2 separate regions of the Macaca mulatta genome follow, and region 1 is linked to region 2. A link is a contact called in public Hi-C data. All regions are on one chromosome and are shown on one strand. Each heading gives the region's core, a stretch centred on a gene start, on an enhancer-like site or on the middle of the called end of the contact. The rest is flanking DNA. Distances are from core to core; before and after follow the strand shown.

Region 1 (2,700 bases), core at 88-2,587, 190 kb before region 2:
GCAGACTCAGTAGTGGGTAATCCAGAAATGCATCCCTCGAAGGCCAGCCTGGCCTGGTCCAGGCCCTAAGCTCTCCGGGGAAGGACAGCAGGGAACCCCGCCTTGGCGGGCTCTGCGGGTCCTGCGCCCGGGTAGATTTTGCTGAGATGGGGAGAGGGGACCCCCTCCACGCCCCCGGAGTAGTGAACACCATTTTGTTTGAAAGTATCCTGCAAAGAGAACCCCTTCACGAGGCCATGGCTGCCAGGGGACTCCTCATCCCCACCGGATACTGGGGGAGCCCGGAGAGGGAGGGATTCTGCAGCTGCAACTTGGGGGTCCTCGATGCTGCATTTTAACACGCATCGCAACGCCTTTGGAGTGACATTAAGTGCAAAGAGGCCAATGACTAATCCACACTATTATTATAACTGCAGAAAATAACACAGATCAATGGCAAAGGCTTGAACCGGGATTAGCTAGGAAGGTGGGACAAACCGGGGATGATCCTTCCTCTTCTTTTTTAGATTTGTTGATTTTGGTAAATCATGTATGTATTTAAACATGAAGAAACAGGTGAAGCGAATGTAAATTGGGTTATGAATAATTTCCAAAGGCTTCGCTGTCCCTTGACAGAAGCCAGAAATAAGACAGGCACCAGGCCTGAGCGCTCTGGACAGGGAAGCCCCCGCGTGGCCCTGGGCAAAATCTTCTCGGTGGAGAGAATGCACTCCGGGTTCGAGACCTCACAGGGTGCAGATGCGAACTGCGGTGGCCCCAAGTGGCCATCACTTTGATCATGAGAACAGTTTTCCTATAACGCCCACCCCGCCCTTTGCATCCTGCAATCCCGCGGGCGTCAGAGCGGGTCTTGGCGCGAACCAGGCGGCCTCGGCGGGGTCCCAACGCGGAGGGCAGCCCGGCCGCAGCCCGGGAGAGGCGGTCGCGGCATTGTTTCAGCCCCTGGGGTGGGATCCAGCTGGGGGAGGGGAGGCGGGGTGTCCTCTGGAGCCGCCCCCCGGCCCTCCCCGGAGACCCATGCCTCGGCGCGTCCAGGCTTTGTGATGTCCTGAGTCTCCATGGAAACCCGAGGGAACACGGAGCCGGGTGCTAGGGGGGTCGGTGAGTTCTCCGGCCGCGCCCTCCGTCCGCTAACGGACCCCGGCCCTGCAGCAGGGCCTGCCGGGAGTTGTAGTCTCTAGGCGGCGGCCGCGCGCGGCGCCGAGGATGCGGGGCGCCGCCTGTCCCCGCCTCCCCTTAACCTGCTAGCGGAGGTGGGGAGCGGCGGAGGAGCCGGCCGCGCGGTGATTGGCGGAGGCCGCTCCCAGCCCCCACACGCGCCCCTCCCCCGCTCCCCACTCTGGACTCCCGCGCTGGGCGCGCTGAGGCGGCCCCCGAGCGAGCGCGCGTGCAGCCGCCGCCGCCCCGAGCACCCGCAGCTCCGGCGCCGCGGCGAGACGGAGACGGACCGAGCCACGGGCCCCCGCGGCCGCAGCATCCCGGAGGAGTGGGTGATGGCAGGGGGGTCGGTGGGTTTATCCGCCTCGGGCTAGGACATCCTCCTCTCCCCCTTCTGTTTCTGCGTGAGGTGCACAAAAGGGCGGGGAGCCGGGTGCGCCTGGGGCCCGGCCGCAGGGGACGCGGCGGGAGGTGTGGTTTGGGGTTGGGAGGTGGCCATCAGGGTTAAGCCAGGGCGCTCTTGGGGTCCTCTTTGTACGCCAACGAAGCGCCGTGCCGGGCCCTGCTCACAGTAAGCGTTTAATGTGTGCTCGCGGGGTTGCAAAGCCCTGGGGTGAGGAGGCGCCTCGGCCGAGGGGTTTCGCGCCTAGCACGCAGTGGGCCGCTCCCCTCGCCAGGCGCTGTGCAGTGGACCGCTGGAGGGCTGGGCGGGGGTGCCTCTGGCCGGGGGCCAGTCCTGCCGGTCCCAGGATCTGCGCTGTCCCCGGTCCCACACACCACCCAGATACACACCCTCCGTCCTTCTCGCCTCCGAGTTGGGATCTGCCCAGCCTGGACCCGACCCGGCAGTCTGTTCCACCCGCCTGGCTAACGGAGCGGACGCCTGCAGAGGACTCGCCTGCCGCCTCCGAGCCTCCTGCCTGAGCCACAAAGGCCTCCTGCGGCTGCCCAGCCCAGAGCGGGCGCCGAGCTGGGTCCCTCGGCTGGAGCCCAGCGCGGGAGCCCGCCTTGCAGCATCGATCTCAGCGGGCACCGACGTCGACGCCCCGGGCCTGGGGACGGGGCTGGAGTCTGAGCTGGAGAGAAGCCGGGAGAGGGCGAGGGGAGGCCTGGGTTGAGAAAAGATGGGGATGGGGAAGGCTGGGGAGCTGGCTTGGAACAGGTAGTGGGTCTCGGGGAGCAGGGAGTGGGAACTAGGGTTTGAGGAGGAAAGAGAAGGGGCGGGGGCGGGGGCTGGTCCGAAGAGCGAAGGAAGGAGCTCGGTGCAGGTGGCGCCCGGCGAGGCTGGATCTGCTGAAGAATGGGGAGGGGAGGAGGGATGCAGGCGGGTGGAGACCGCCTGGGTTTGAGGAGGGAGGACGAGAGCGAGGAGACCCGCGCTGTGCGAGGGAGGGGGGCCTCCTGGGAAGGGGAGCCTCCCGAGGAGGGAGGGGCAAGCAGCTGAGAGGCGGTCTCAGGCCAAACGATCCTCAGCTGCAGGCGCGGGGCCCGGCGGCCCAGGTGGCCGGCTGGGCGTGGCCCTCGGACCGGGGCTAGGGACCC
Region 2 (2,965 bases), core at 99-2,598:
GGCATGCTTCAAGGTTCTGAAGGCTCCCAAGATACTAACACCCTCCACATGGATGTCTGAGCAGGAACCTGTCTGCAAATGCCTCAAGTCTGGGGCTCTCCATCGCTTCCCTGACACATCTGGAACTTGGGACTGACTCTTGTGGTGGGAGGCAGAGCCTGTTCTTTCCCATTGCCTGGAAGGGGAAACCCGGCCCTAGCTGTCCCAGACCCCCAAACTTTTCTCAGCCTCCATGAGAAGAACTCGGAGGCCAGGAGCAGTGGCTCACTCCTGTAATCCCAGCACTTTGGGAGGCTGAGGAGGGTGGATCACTGAGCCCAGGAGTTTGAGATCAGCCTGGGCAACACAGCAAAACCCTGTCTCTACAAAAAATACCAAAGATTAGCCGGGCGTGGTGGTGGGTCAGGTGATCCGTGGCGGTGGATCAACCGAGCCCTGGAAGTCGAGGCTGCGGTGAGTTGTGATCGTGCCACTGAACTCCAGCCTGGGTGACAAAGCAAGATCCTGTCTCAAAAAATAAAAATAAAAATAAAAGAAGTATTCTCCATTCTCCACTTCCTACCCCAGCTCCCCAACACTCTGCCCTTTCCTCAAGCCTCCATCCTCTTCCTTGTTCTTTGGCAATAGATTTGTATAGCCCATTAAACCCGAAGTTTAATCACTAGCAGCAGTAAAGCCAGCACTTTCCTAGAAGAAAGGAAGCATTCAATCTTCAAACTCTCCCCAGAGATGAGGAGCACTACTTCCATCCCATCCTTCCAGCTGTACCAGAAAGGAAAGAAAAGCAGTGGCTGGGCGCCGCAGCTCACGCCTGTAATCCCAGGACTTTGGGAGGCCGAGGCGGGTGGATCACTTTAGGTCAGGAGTTCGAGACCAGCCTAGCCACCATGGCGAAACCCCGTCTCTACCAAAAATACAAAAATTAGCTGGGCGTGGCGGCGGGAGCCTGTAGTCCCAGCTACTCGGGAGGCTGAGGCACGAGAGTCGCTTAAACCTGGGAGGCGGAGGTTACAGTGAGCTGGGGTCGCGCTACTGCATTCCAGCCTGGGCATTCCAGCCTGGGCGACAGAGCGAGACCCTGTCAATCAATCGATCAATCAATTGATCAATAAAGGAAACAAAAACAGAAACAGTTCTACCAAGTCTCTCGATGCCGTGGCGTTCACATCGGCGCTCAGTGAACGTTCTCAGAAGGGAATCTCCTCTCCTTCCGGCCTCTTCGCCTGGACGGGGACCGCAGGCTGCCACGGGAGCCTCTTCCAGTCGCTCCTCGCCCGAAAGAGCCCGGCCCAGGAGAGGGACTACAAGTCCCAGGCTGCCTTGCGGCGGGCGCTGGGCGCCGGGCGCGCGGTCCTGCGAGGAGACGTGGCAGAGTGCGGCGCGCCAGCGCCGGGCCGGAAAGCAGGGGAAGTGGCCGAGGCGGGAGGGCTCCGAGCCATGGCGGCCAAGACGGCGGGCGTGGGGCGCTGGGAGGTGGTGAAGAAGGGCCGGCGGCCTGGGGCCGGCGCTGGCGGCCGAGGCGGCGGCGGGAACCGCCGGGCGCTCGGGGAAGCAAATGGAGTGTGGAAATACGACCTGACCCGTGAGTACCCACCCTGCCTGGCGCGTACCCAGGGCCTGTCCGGCAGGGTCGCAGCGAGCCGCTCCCAGAACCTGGGCGCGAGCTCGCAGGCACATCCCGGAGCGCCACCCTTGCTTTGTCTTTTTGGAGCCTTACGGGAGGCGGACAGCTCCAGGGGAGGTTGCGGTCCTTACCTCCCAGATGAGTAAACTGAGGCCCAGTGAAGTTGGACACCCTGGCCAGGGTCATGTGTCAGAGGGGCCAGGATTCCGGTCCTCAGACTCTCAGTTCACTGCACACACTCTCCCAGCTGCCCAGGAACCTAGCCGGCCTCCCTGGGCAGGTGTCTGAGCTGGGAAGAGGCACTCTGGATCATTATACACAGTGCCCCCTCTTTAAGTAACCAGTCATGGAGGAAGGGACAGGAGGCCAAGCAGTGGGAGAAATGAGTGCCACACACTCAACACTCACCAGGAATTATAAGTGACACCTGGTTCTTCCACTGAGGAGTGGAGAAAGATTGCCACTTGTTGATTATAGAGTTGTCATGTCGGAACCAAGAGGCGTTAGGGTAGGACCAAGATGGAAAAAGCCTGCCTTTCCAGACTAGTAGCCACTCACCGAATAAGGCAGACCTCTATATCCAGCCTCTCTGCTTGTTCCTACATACTCTGATTTGTCTAATAAAGAACTGCCCCATCTTTATGAAAGAGCCCATAGACTCAAGAGCTGTAACGAAAGAAACTACCAGGAGAACACCCTGCCCTGCTCTTTAAGCAGCCCAAGAGGAAGGGGCTTTGAGACAGGCTCTTCCCTGGAGATTAATTAGGTGGCAGTGTGGGGAAAGGGACCACTGATAGGTGAGGCCTTGGGGACTCAAGGGTGGCCTGCCTTTCTCTACCTATCTTCACCTCAGCTCCAATCCAGACCACAAGCACCCTTTATGAGCGGGGCTTTGAGAATATCATGAAGCGGCAGAATAAGGAGCAGGTCCCACCCCCTGCTGTGGAGCCTAAGAAACCAGGGAACAAGAAGCAGCCAAAGAAGGTGGCAACTCTTCCCAACCAAAACCAGAAGCAGGGCCGCTTCCGCAGCCTGGAGGAAGCACTGAAAGCTGTGAGTGTGCCTAGACATGACACGCAGAAAGAATGGGGGCTTGAGATGTAGAGAAGATGAGAGGAGGAGGCGGATGGACAGCTGAGATCCTATGAAATTGGAGGAACACTTAAGGGTTGAGAGCAGGAGTTCAGGAGAAGATGGAAACCCCAGGGGAACAGAATGCCTGCAGCTAGAATAGAAAGGAAATGGAAAATTTATAGGGAAACATGGATTGGTAAGAGGAAAGCCTTGAAGACCCAGGAACACCAGGGAGGAGATGGAGAAACTGGTTATGATTCTCTGTCC

What was found. A called contact is a pair of places that touch in the nucleus more often than the background predicts.
Region 1: a Hi-C map of fetal cortex germinal zone shows a contact between it and region 2, with 3 times the contacts expected there. The contact joins the promoter of DPYSL5 here to the promoter of TMEM214 in region 2. A contact is called at or near these places in 2 of 14 Hi-C or Micro-C datasets (fetal cortex germinal zone and fibroblasts).

The regions. Positions count from the first base shown.
Region 1 is chr13:98,158,784-98,161,483 of T2T-MMU8v2.0, reverse strand. It overlaps DPYSL5 (dihydropyrimidinase like 5), which reads left to right and starts at 1,337. Exons shown (of 13, transcript XM_077959946.1): 1 at 1,337-1,591.
Region 2 is chr13:97,966,223-97,969,187 of T2T-MMU8v2.0, reverse strand. TMEM214 (transmembrane protein 214) reads left to right here and starts at 1,348. Exons shown (of 16, transcript XM_077959939.1): 1 at 1,348-1,582; 2 at 2,478-2,677. The coding sequence starts at 1,438.